2 separate regions of the Zea mays genome follow, and region 1 is linked to region 2. The links are chromatin contacts, called in public Hi-C maps. All regions are on one chromosome and are shown on one strand. Each heading gives the region's core, a stretch centred on a gene start, on an enhancer-like site or on the middle of the called end of the contact. The rest is flanking DNA. Distances are from core to core; before and after follow the strand shown. Region 1 holds the start of LOC100191936 (SWI/SNF, matrix-associated, actin-dependent regulator of chromatin subfamily B member 1). Region 2 holds the start of LOC100383425 (Peroxisomal nicotinamide adenine dinucleotide carrier).

The links. A called contact is a pair of places that touch in the nucleus more often than the background predicts.
Region 1: a contact with region 2 is called in a Hi-C map of tassel, with 4 times the contacts expected there. The contact joins the promoter of LOC100191936 here to the promoter of LOC100383425 in region 2. A contact is called at or near these places in 2 of 25 Hi-C or Micro-C datasets (ear and tassel).

The regions. Positions count from the first base shown.
Region 1 is chr8:132,882,142-132,888,462 of Zm-B73-REFERENCE-NAM-5.0, reverse strand. LOC100191936 (SWI/SNF, matrix-associated, actin-dependent regulator of chromatin subfamily B member 1) reads right to left here and starts at 4,191. Exons shown (of 11, transcript NM_001137360.1): 1 at 4,072-4,191; 2 at 3,860-3,948; 3 at 3,665-3,759; 4 at 3,496-3,567; 5 at 3,326-3,373; 6 at 3,143-3,226; 7 at 2,693-2,731; 8 at 2,447-2,529; 9 at 2,232-2,294; 10 at 1,945-2,034; 11 at 1,329-1,751. The coding sequence starts at 4,124. The coding sequence ends at 1,700.
Region 2 is chr8:132,727,206-132,733,114 of Zm-B73-REFERENCE-NAM-5.0, reverse strand. LOC100383425 (Peroxisomal nicotinamide adenine dinucleotide carrier) reads left to right here and starts at 1,655. Exons shown (of 12, transcript NM_001361636.1): 1 at 1,655-1,800; 2 at 1,952-2,050; 3 at 2,159-2,257; 4 at 2,335-2,409; 5 at 2,540-2,670; 6 at 2,906-2,960; 7 at 3,873-4,028; 8 at 4,401-4,469; 9 at 4,555-4,662. The coding sequence starts at 1,970.

The sequences.
Region 1 (6,321 bases), core at 2,942-5,441, 150 kb before region 2:
CCAATCTTCTGTTCTGTACATTGTCTGTTTCATTGCAGTGCAGAAGCAAAAATAAAAAGACGGATTTGTATGCATTGTTTTGCTGGTAGAGACAACATCAGTTCCTTTGTTTATTGTAAGCAGTATTGTTGCTTCTGTAAGGCTCTAAATTTTTTTACAATATATTCTCCCTATTTTTATCTAGCCACAGGTTATCTGTTTATGCACGTCAAGTCATGCTATGTTGTTTATTTGTGACGTGCATTTCTCTTTTAATATGAAAATAGTACTTCAGTTCCACTTATTCAAAAATATTACTAATTTGAATATTCTACCTTTTCTTTGTAGATTGTACCTGCACCGGTTAGAGTTGGAGAAGACCAACCCCCACCGTCTTAGGACCCGGTACCATCCCCGAGAGGTACTTTTTGGGACCCGGTACCCCCATTTTTTGCAATGAGTATGGGGTTAATGGAGCGCATTAGGAAGAGGAGACAAGAGGAGGAGGATGATATGATAATGTTATTCCTTCTTGCATTACATTTGTTGCGTTCTAGTTCTCTTAAAGGGAGGAGAGTTAAGAAACGACGACACACATCCAAGCTAAGTGGCGAGGAGCATATTTTAGAGTTGCTTGAAGGGCATGTCAAGAACTGCTGAGTAGCATTCAGAATGGAACCTGGAATTTTTAGAGCCCTAGCCAGGTATCTTAAGAAGGAAAGGTTGGTACGTGGCACAAGGATAAAAGTTGAGGAGAAGCTTGGCTTCTTTCTATACATGATAAGTCATAACGCTTCATTTGAGGATCTGCAAGAAGAGTTCGGGCATAGTAGTGACACATTTCACCATCATATAAAACATTTTTATGACATAGTTGTCCCTTCCCTTGCCAAACGATTTTTGAAGCCTCCTTCTCCAATTCAAGTACATCCAAAAATTGAAAGGAATCCTTGGTTCTATCCTTACTTCAAGGTGATGGCATTTCTATCCTTGTTCAATATCTTTTCATTTTCTTCCAAATTTTAAAAATTCACATATAGTTTTCTTGTGCAGATTGCATCGGTGCAATTGATGGCACTCATGTGTCCATTACAATTTCACCTGACAAAGCTGCTCCTTTTAAAAACAGGAAAGGAACTCATGTTGCTCTGTTTGCTACATTTTATTTACTGTCACATTGTTACCTCTCTTAGCTCTCATTAATATCATCTAACTGTTTTCAGAATAAAAAATTTCTTTGTTCCTTTAGTTCCAATTTCAGAATAGAAATTTCAACTAACTGTTTTCAGCATAGAAATTTGGTTTAATATTGTGTTATATAATATCAGTTAACATGTTTGGAAGGGGTTCTCCAAGAATCAACATGCTCTTATCAAAAAGTGCAACAAAGAAGCCTTCTCCTAAAGCTGGTGATCCAAGAAAACATAGAGGTTCTCCAAAAGGTATGCAAGTAGACAAATTAAGAGAAATTAAGAGCCTTTTGGAATTCTACAGCTAGTGTTTCTTCCTTGTCTTGTGTAGAGAAATTAAGAGCCGCTTGTAACTCAACTCTAGAGAAGACTCTTGTGGAACTCAACTCTAGAGAATAACACGCTCTCACACCGCTTACATACAAATATGTAGCTATGATGAAGCCATCCTACGACGAATGTCAAAGGCAGGCATCTGCTGGGATTGGCAAGAGAAACCCTCCTTGGTTAGAACTATCAGCAGCTTGTGTTCAAAGGGACTGAAGGCTTGCAGCTTTCTCTTCGTCGGCTCTTTTCTTCGGCCTGTGAAAACAAAAAAAAAAACGTTCGTGAATTGAATCACACAGCCTAGGCATCGTTTGTTTCTCTCTTCCTATCGTGAAAAGCATGGCACTAAACAGGGCGCACGGCTCCGATACTGAAGTTATTTCTTACAGTTCACTATACCAAACCGACTTCTCTGACAATGGATGTTCAAAATCAGCGCCATCCTCACCTGCTAGAATTATTAGCCTCCTCTTTCCCGTCTTCGTCATTAGCTACCACATCAACAACAGGCTCATACAGGTACCATTCCTTCCTTTTCCTGGTATACACCAAAAAGGGAAAAAAACAGAATCAAGGTGGTTTCGACACCAGAGAACAGTAAGCTAGCAACGTGTTAGTCCAAACACAGAGTGAACATTGTTCGTCGGTACTTCCCTACCAGTACCATCATAACCGAAGTACCAAACTACAGTAATCATTAACGCATCAAGGTTTTTAGAAGAAATGATCATATACCGGATGACGCTCCCTTTGCTGCCAAAATACTTGAACAAATCCACTGCATTGTTCACGGCTTTACTGCAAAACATAGCCAGGTGAATTTCATATAGAACAACAAACAGGAAGGATGACATTTAGCTAGAATAATATGCTAATTAGCATCTGTGTGCATCCAGTTCCCCTACATTTTTAATTTTTTTTTAACAAAAAGAGTAAACTCCTCCACAAACCTATTTGAAGAAAATTCTGGTGCTCGCCTTCCCTTCTTTGACATTTGCTTCTCTCTCATAACAGAGACGCTCTGACTAGCAATCTACAAAGTCAAGATTTTATATTTTTTTTTTCAAAATAAAGCCTTATAGAAAAAAAAAATCTGAAGGAACCATATACAAACTTCATAAGTTCTGCCTCTAAAGAACATCAAATTGATTTATTGATATTGTGAACTAGAATCAGGAAAGAAAAGTATATCTAACCTCATAAAGCTGCTCACGGATGGAAACAGCTATTGCAGGCTGCACATCAAACAAAAAGACTTTGTCAGCATAGAACAACTTTGTATAATTAATCTGTACGTTTTTCCAAAAAAAGAACTGCAGTGCAGGAAATATTCATATAACAGCAAATTCATGACTAAACCCATCAAATTCTGCAGCCACAGAAAATCATAAAGATTATAAAGGACAATAACAATAGTAGCATTTTACAAGACTTGCAAGTACATAAAGTTAAATGCAAGTTCAGAGAAAATATGGAAAAACTTTCATCTGGTAATCCATCATGTTCCTGTATAGCAACTTGGGAGAATTGCAAAGTGTAAATAGAGGCTAGCTGACATGGAAAACCATCAACATAAAAGCTGCTGCTTTAGTTGAATTAACAGTTCATTGCACTGATCACTCAGAGCTTTATTATTTAGGACATACCCCAACTTCAGGGTCTGTAATATTCAAATCATCACACAGTGTCCTCGCAAATTCTTCAGGGTCACTATCAAGGTTGCCGATATCCTGACCACCAAGAGGCAAGAGTAGAGTAGAGTAGATGGGAGTTAAAGCAATTATCAGGACATGAGGACTCCCAAAAATCACAACGATACATGTACATACCCATAAGAATTGGTCCCTAATTACAGTGTTGTTCACTCGGAGGTCAATCTGCAGATTCACCATATATATAAGCTGTCACTTGACAGTGTATGCTCCACATTCATATGAGGATAAAAATACAACAGGCGCAGAAACTGTCTGCAGATGAGCAACAGAACAGTACAACAAACCTTCAGAGGCACAATCTTCTCTTTGATTTGCATCTCCTGCCCCTCGTAGGAACGGAACTCCGCAAGTTGCCCCTACGCGAAAAAACAATAGTCGATTGACCATTAGCAGTATAGAACACATGGCGAGATGGGACAGGAGGGGCAGGTAAGCAAGAGAAAAGAGAGGCACCTGGATGGACTGGAGCATCTGGGGGACGAAATTGGCCGGCAGCTTGAGGTCCTTGGCCGTCCGCTTAGCGAAGCTGATTATCTCCGAGTCGGGATCTGCCGGCCAGGTGCAGGGGACAAGCGAGTCAATCCAACCAGCGAGCGACAGCACGACGCTAAGAGGAGATGAATGAAGCGAGAAGCGGAAGAGGGATACCTCGCGGGTTCCAGGTGAAGGCGTCCCTGTAGCGCTGGCCGTCCACCTCGACGTCGACGCGTATAGGCACGAGGTTGTCCCTCGTCGGCCTGCAGCACGGAGGAGGCAGAAGGGAACGAATCAGCCACCCGCGCCCTCTTTCTCCCAAGCAATCGATCCAAGGCGTCTCTCTAATGGAAGAGGACTAGGAGGGAGGGAGGAAGAGGGCGTACATGCGGAAGTTGACAGTGGAAGGCCTAGAGGCGCCGAGGCTAACCGTCTTCATCTCTGTACCCTTCGCCGGCGGTCGGTGCGCCGCCGATGGCTCTCTGTCCGCGCCGCCGTGAAACGCGAAAAAGAACGGGCACGCTTATGGGCCTAACTAATTAAGTCGGGCCGAACAACAAGTCGTCTTTGTATGGGCTCTCCTTTCAAACCTAAGTTTCGACTTGTTACGTGTCGTCCTACGTCACGCGCGAAATACATATAGTTATTGCTTTTCCTCTGAGGGCTAGTTTGGAAACTTCATTTTCCCAAGGGATTTCTATTTTACCAAGGGAAAATGAACTAATTTTCCTTGGAAAAATGGAAAACCCTTGGAAAGATGGGGTTCCCAAACTAGTCCTGAATAAAATTTATATCCCCTGGGACAAAATTAATCTTGTTATAAATCACCCGCGTTCCTATCATTTCTCTCTCCTCGCACGTATGGTTTCTATTGACTAGTTTATATCACCATTCGTTTGTCTTCTCTGAGGTAGTCATCGCCGCTAAAGTTATAGTTAGGATCGGTGTCTCGATATTGTCTGTGTTACGCCAACGCTTTTTAAAAGTCTTCGTAAGGCCAACGTCGACATCAAACATAGTAAGCATCTAGCACGGACGACATCTATGAAACCATTACATGCACACATAAGCTTAGATATCGTATCAATCACAACACTAAACAAAAATGAATCTATACCACTATATAATTCACTAGTTTAAACTTTGCAAAATTGATAGCACCCAGAGAGCGTGAATAGGTGATCCTATAAAACTTAACTCAAACCACACAAACTTGGTCTAAAATGTGAGTTAGAGAGAATTAAAACCAAGTTTGGGAGTAGAAAGAAGAGAGAAGTTTCTTTCACTTTATTGCTCTTTTAAGATATAATTTAGACTTAGAGCAATATCACAAGTGAAGAATTGGAACGAGAAAGAGATAAAAATTGCAATGAAGTAAATGGCACAAGAGACACGAAACAGCACAACGGAGTTACAGCTCAAAGAAGTGCCCGAATCTCTATCAGAATGAACCAAATGCGTGTTTGCGAAGTCTTGGCGTTGTAGAATGTTCAATGACATCTTGATTTTTTGCTTCATGCGCCTAGGGTCCCTTTTATAGCCCCAAGGAAGCTAGGAGCCGTTGGAGCTCCATTTGGAAGGCCCTGATTGCCTTCTGTCCGCGGGTGCACCGGACTGTCCGGTACACACCGGACAGTGAACAGTATGCGGTCTAGGCACGGGAAGAGAATCCCCTGATTGACTGCTTTCTTGTTCTGGGGGCATCGGGCCGTCTGGTGTGGGGCACCAGACAGTCCGGTGCGCCACTTGACAGTTGGCCCGGGGCCGACGTGGCCACTAGCCGTTGGCTGCTAGATCACCAGACTGCCTGACGCCTCGCACGGACCGTCCGGTGAATTATAGCCGACGCAGCCAGAAAAACCCGAGAGCAGGCCGTTGGCTGGGCCGTGCACCAGACTGTCCGGTGGGTGGCACCGGACCGTCCAGAGCTCTGCAGTCCCGTACGCTTTCTCTTAATCTTCCTTTGCTTTCTTTTGCTCCTTTGGAATTGACTTTACTAATTCTCTATCACTTAGACAAACATGATTAGCACACAAATCAATTGACTAAGTGTTCAGAGCATACCTTTTTGCTTGATCCATATAGATTTGCACTAAGTCCTCTTGCGAGCTCAATTGCTTCATATACCTTTGCTCAACGTCATGTTAGTTCAAACATAATGTGTTGTACATCTAATCACCAAAACAATATAGAAATGGCCCAAGGGCACATTTCCCTTTCAATCTCCCCCTTTTGTGATTTATGCCAACACATCAAAAAGCAACTCAAATTGAACTAACATATCCAAAAGAGCTAAGAAGAGCAAATTGATGTCAAATTGAAGACCAATCTAGTTATCACATGATTTGGTATATTTGGATCATTTTTGCCACCACTTGGTTTGTTTTTGCAAAACAAATTCATTTTTCTATCACTGCGTAAAAAACACTTGTTTTGGCAAATCAAAATCTCTTTAAAGACTAGTTTTGATCAAACACCAAAAACTCCCCCCTTTTCCCATAATCAAATTTCTCTCCTATAATAGAGCAATTTTTTGCAATAAAGTATTCTTACACTAAAACTTTTGAAAAAATCACAAGTGATAGCTGATTCATTTGCTTCGGCCTTAATTTCTCCCCCTTTGGCATTAAGCACCA
Region 2 (5,909 bases), core at 406-2,905:
CCCGACCCCAGGCCTTGGCCTCGGGGGAAGGTCCCTGTCTCGTCCATCCTCGGGCCTCGGCCACAGCCTCAGCCTCGGGAGGAGTCACATCCTCGCCCGACCTCAACCTCGGCCTCAGGAGAAGTCTCCGCCTCGCCCGACCTCGACCTCGGGCCGACTACGCAACAGGGGATACATCATTACCCTACCCATAGCTAGCCGCTTCAGGCTACGAAGGAATAAGACCGGTGTCCCATCTAAGTTACTCCGGTAACAAGTAATGATGGTTCCCCGCGTGCGCCCATGACATTGGTTGCTCTTGCTCTCAACCCCCTACGGAAGCAAGGAAACGTCAGCAGGATCCATGCCGCACCACCAGCTATGCTTCTACAGGACTCAAGGCACCACTCCAACGGCCACGTTAGAACATGTACATGGCTCAAGACACCTCCCCGCCAGCCACGATAGCTCATAGCTACACCCCCATTGTACAGCTGGGCGTCTCCTTGCGTCTATAAAAGGGGATGTCCATGGCCTTCCTAAGGGAGAAAGAAGAGGAGGAGGGGAGACGTGAGGGGGAGAGGACAGAAAAAACACCCGGACGCATGACGCAGACGAGCAGAGGCAGACTCAGACGGCTCGCCTCAAGGCCGAACCCTCTCTTTCTCGCTCTCTCTCGCTCTCGCTCTCCCGCAACGCTTGTAACCCTACTACGAGCATCCCGGTGCAAGATAACATAAGCCTCATTTCCCTCTTGTGTTCTATCTTGCATCAACCCATCTGGGCAGGGACACGCAGCGACAAATTTACTGGTCGGTTGACGGTCCTCGCGGGTCCGAAACGCCGACAGAAAACCCCCGAGAAAGGATAGGCACACATAGGTGTACATTCGGGTCGTCTGGCCCGGCCCGGCCCAAGCTCGAAAAAGCCCGTATTGTTTAAATTTCGGTCCGGCCGACCCGTTTGAATTTCGGGCCGTGCCAGGCCAGCCCACGGGCCTAGCCCTCGGTCGACGGCCCGACACGTAATTGCTTAAACGTGCCGGGCTTATTTCGGGCGGCTCGAAATTATTAAAGCCCGAAATTCACATCAGAGCCCTAAATCCCAAACAAATTTAATAAAACAAATAAAAGATAAGACAGATAAATTTGACCAAAAGCAAACTTAATATTTGTATTAAGTTACCAGAGCTATGCAATAACTAACTCGTTTACAAATCATTTTGTTAGAAGGAAAAAGAGTATAATCAGCTCTATACAAAGTTCGTAAGTTCAGTTCATTATCTAATGTTCATAACAAAAGTAAAATTACATCACATACTCTAATTCAAAGCTAAAAAAACATCTAACTAGCATTATCACTAGCTTTATGTTTTTTATCAAGTATATTAAAGTGTGGAATAAAGTGTGGTTTTAATAAATATATGACCTTTTCGTGCCTCTATATGAGCCATTTCGTGCCTACCTTAAACGGACTATGCTTGTGCCCGCCCATGGCCGCGACCTCGGCCCAAACCTAGCCCGGCACTAAATTATTTCAGATCGTGCCGTGTCTAGACCGTGTTTTTTTTTGTGCTTCGGATCGGCCGGTCATGCCAGGACCAAATGTATAGGCACACATCATCCGGTGGCGTACTGACGTCGTCTTATTCGCATGCTATCTCATTCAGTCCTGAGTTCTGATCCTCTCCGTCTCTCCCTCCTCCCTCTCCATCCAAAGTGTAGTGTAGACAGTAACCCACATCTCGTTTCCTCGCCGCGGCCACGGCGCCGACTGAGCGAGGTCTTCATCTGCGCTTCACCAGCGACGATTATCCACTAGGTACGCCGTCCATTCCCTTCACTTCCTGCTTTTGTGCGGCATCGAACCGAGCACCCCAAGCTATATATATGCATTCGGAATCTAACCTAGCTATATATCAGACAGCCCACTGACTCCTGCTGATTTTGGGATGGCTCCTGCTGATTGCTAGGTAGGGGATCATCCGATCATGTCGAGCGCGGCGGTGAACGGGCTGTCCGGCGCCGGCGGCGGCATCATCGCGCAGATCATCACCTACCCTCTCCAAACCGTACCACACTGTTCTTTTCTCTTGTTGCTTCTAGCCCTCTACAAACCTTACCGTTATATCCTCTTCTAATTTGGGAAACAATCCCCCCCCCCCCTCTCTCTCTCCCAGGTGAACACCCGGCAGCAGACGGAGAGGTCAACGAAGAAGAGGAAGGCCAGGAGCGGCGCCAGCGCCACCCCAGCCTCCACCATGTACCAGATGCTCCAGGTGATTCATCGCGGGCTTCAGGTACCGTGGTGCGCCAGATGTCCTCCCTAATCAAGTTTGTAATCTAGTGACTGCAGCTGATTCAAACCGAAGGATGGAGTGGGTTGTACAGCGGCCTCAAGCCCTCTCTCATCGGCACTGCCGCGTCGCAGGTTAAATTCTACTTCTACTTTAACTGGTTTTTGATAACAAAGGAGCTGCAATATGTATGGATGGCAGAATGTGGATACCCAGTAAATGGTACTTGTGAACTTTGAGTTACATTCCATTTCGTGGTTCCAGGGAATCTATTACTACTTCTACCAGATCCTCAAGAACAAGGTGGAAGATATAGCGGTTGCTCGTAGCAAGAAGGGCCTTGGGGATGGTACTGTCGGGATGCTTTCTTGGCTTGGTATTGCAGCTGTTGCTGGGTAACCTACCTACCTACTACTACTACTCATGCACTTTTTTTATTTAATTGTTGGAACAAATTAAAGCGGACGGGTGGATTTAGTGTACTTTTATGGTAGCTGTGCTGAATTTATATGATTTTCTAAGTTGGACACCAGAAAAGCATAGTTTTCAATATTGTGTACCACATGGTTTTAGTTTGAGTTAATAATCTTGATGGTTCGGCATGTTCATGGTCATTTTCTTTTGTTGTAGGTCAATCAATGTTCTTCTAACCAATCCAATATGGGTTCTTGTGACACGTATGCAGGTAAATTAAACTAGGTTATTTTTTCTTCAAGAAGATAACCAGTAGAGTTCATTAAAGAAGAGAATCTACATACAAGGTGTTGAGTTCTTCTGTCTGAAAAATTGCTGCCACTGACCCAGTCAGGGAAAGCCTATATTAGTGATACTGTTGTATCCCACTCCATTGTACTCATACAATGTTGTGATTTTGTTGCTTCTGATATCCCTTGTGATGAGCCTATCTATTGTTTAGATATGAAATTGTATGAGCGTCCAGGCAAAAGATCTTACATTCCATTGTCTTAAAATCTTCGTATATTGGAAACTTGTATGGGTGAGGAAAAATCAGGGAACTGAAATGGTCTTCTCTATTAGGCAGCCATAGGAATATTAGTAAAGCTTTTTATGCTGTACATTTATTACTGAGCCTTGATAAGGTGACCTTACAATATTGTTAACATGTTAATATACTTTAGTTCATTTTTCTATGAGGCTCCAATCCTTAAACTGCAGTGCTTATGTGTTATGACTAAATGGTTATTTGTTTTGTTCTTCCCAAAGCATTTTCACACCTCCTAGTTCCTATGTTTTTTAAAGTTTATTATTGACTTGAGTACTTGACTATGAAATAGTCTAGCCTACCCCAACTTGCTTGGGACTAAAAGGCTTTGTTGTTGTTGTTGTTGATTGACTTGACTATGAACTATAACTAATACATTCGCTATGACTTGGGTCCAATTTTCCTGCAGCCACAATATGCAAATGTTGATTTAAAGTCATTTTGTTTGTATATTAGCTGAACTCCAAGTGGCCTGCTTTTACCCATCCTACTGACTATAGAGTGGCTAAATTTGACTGCAATAATGCAATATGCTTCAATACTACTCATAATAAAAGTGCAGCAAATTAGTAATTATCAATGACCATCTTTCAGACACATACTCAAGCGAAAAGAAAAATATTGGAGTCTAAGAGGGAGCTTTTACTGAAAGAAATGTCTAGGGCGAATTCGTTGGAGGTTGCAGTTCTGAAGGATAGGCTGGTTAAATTGGAGTCAGAAAAAGCTCGTCCATATGGTACTCTTCAAGCGGTTAGCTCTCTTTTCTCAACTAGGCAATCCGTCATTCTAAACTTTTACTTTTTTTATTTCGAAAATTAGCCAGTAAAGAAATGAAATGCTTAGTGGTACAGATCTTCTAAAAGAAAGAATTATGAAAATGCTAGATGCCACTGTGTTATTTGTTTTCCTTAAACTTCATAGTTCGGAAATAGTAAATAAACACATTTTAGTAATTAGGCTATAAAAATACAAAAAAAAATTCTGAAACAGGTAATATTTCAATTCACTTTCTTATTGGTTTATAGCTAGTATCTGAAGTTGCGAGTTCTTCAAATTTGCTTTTACTTCACAATTTAAAGTAACCAGACATTTATTTTATTAATGTGTATTGGTCTTAGACAGATCCAGGAGGTTTACCATGAGTCTGGTGTAAGAGGATTTTGGAAAGGGCTTATTCCAACATTAATCATGGTTAGTTATTTGCTTCTGAAATATATAACCAACGTTATGGGTTAGGTATGTAAGTCCAAACCTATTGAAATATTTAAAATGGCAGGTATGTAATCCATCGATTCAGTTCATGATCTATGAAACATTGGCAAAGCGTCTGCAGTCAAAGCGTTCTGGAAAGCAGCTACCAAAAAGGCACCTCACAGCTATGGAGGTACATAGTTTTCAGATTTAGGCCCTGCAATATTCTTGTCTTTATGAAATAATGCACACACCTGACCTTATGAAAGTTTGATTGTTTCGGTTCGTTGATCACCTTAGCTATTTATTGTGCTTGTGCACCTAGAGATTTCATTTTTTATGGTGTTCGCAAACCTCTAATCTCTTGGGATAAGATCATTGCCCCCAACGACAAGGGTGGCCTTGGGGTTATTAATCTCAAAATGCAAAATCAAGTGCTGCTCACGAAGCATCTGCACAAGTTCTATGGCCGAGCTGATATCCCTTGGGTAGACTTAATCTGGAAAACCCACTACAGCTCGGGAAGAGTTCCCCACTTTCATCCGAATAAGGGGTCCTTTTGGTGGAAGGATATTGCTAGGCTTTCTATTCATTTCAGGGGTATTGTTAGAATACCCGTTTAGGGTTTGGGGTCTTCCTCGTGTAATGACCATCTCACCCCTCTGTATTGGGCCTGGCCCAGTCTACTCAGCCTATTAATATATCACCCAACCCCTGTTAGGGTTGTGGGTTCACATTCCAACATGGTATCAGAGGTTTAGAGTTTTTTTTCCTCTCCTTCCCTGCACAGCCGCCGCCGCCCCCTGGTTCCTTCTCCCTCCCCCTTCTCTCCCTGGCCGCCGCCACCTGCCAGCAGCGCCCTGCGCCCCGAGCCCCACGCCAGCAGCAGCGCCTGGGGCCGCGTGCCCGCACCGCGAGGCCGCGCACGCCTGCTGGCGGCTCGCTGCGGCTGGCTGGGCTGCGCCTGCGTGACCGCGCACCGGGACTGGGCCGCGCGCCCAAGGCCACGTCTGGCCGCGTCGCTGCAGGGACGCTGCTCGCGCGCCAGTGCAGCCTGCACTGCCATCGGGGGGGACGCGCGCCCACGCCGGGCGGCCTCGCTCGCGCCGAGTCGCTGGGGCCGCGCCCTGCGCTGCTGTGGTCGGGCTACCGCGGCTGCGCCCGCACCGACGCCGCGCGATGCGCGCGAGCTCCAGGAGCCGCACCCAGCGCCCTGCACCGGCGCCCCGCGCCCGTCCTGCTCGCGCCCGTCGACCCCGCGCCGTCCAGGAGCACCAGCCCGGAAGACCCGCGCCCCTGCTGTTCCGCGCCAAGCAGTGCCCCTGCTGTCCCGTGCCGAGGACGCCCGACACCGAGCACTCAGCCGCCCCTGCTGTTCCGCGCCCGGCTGTCCAGTCCGCGCCTCCCTGCACCGGTCGCCATGAACTTTACCTCGCCCGC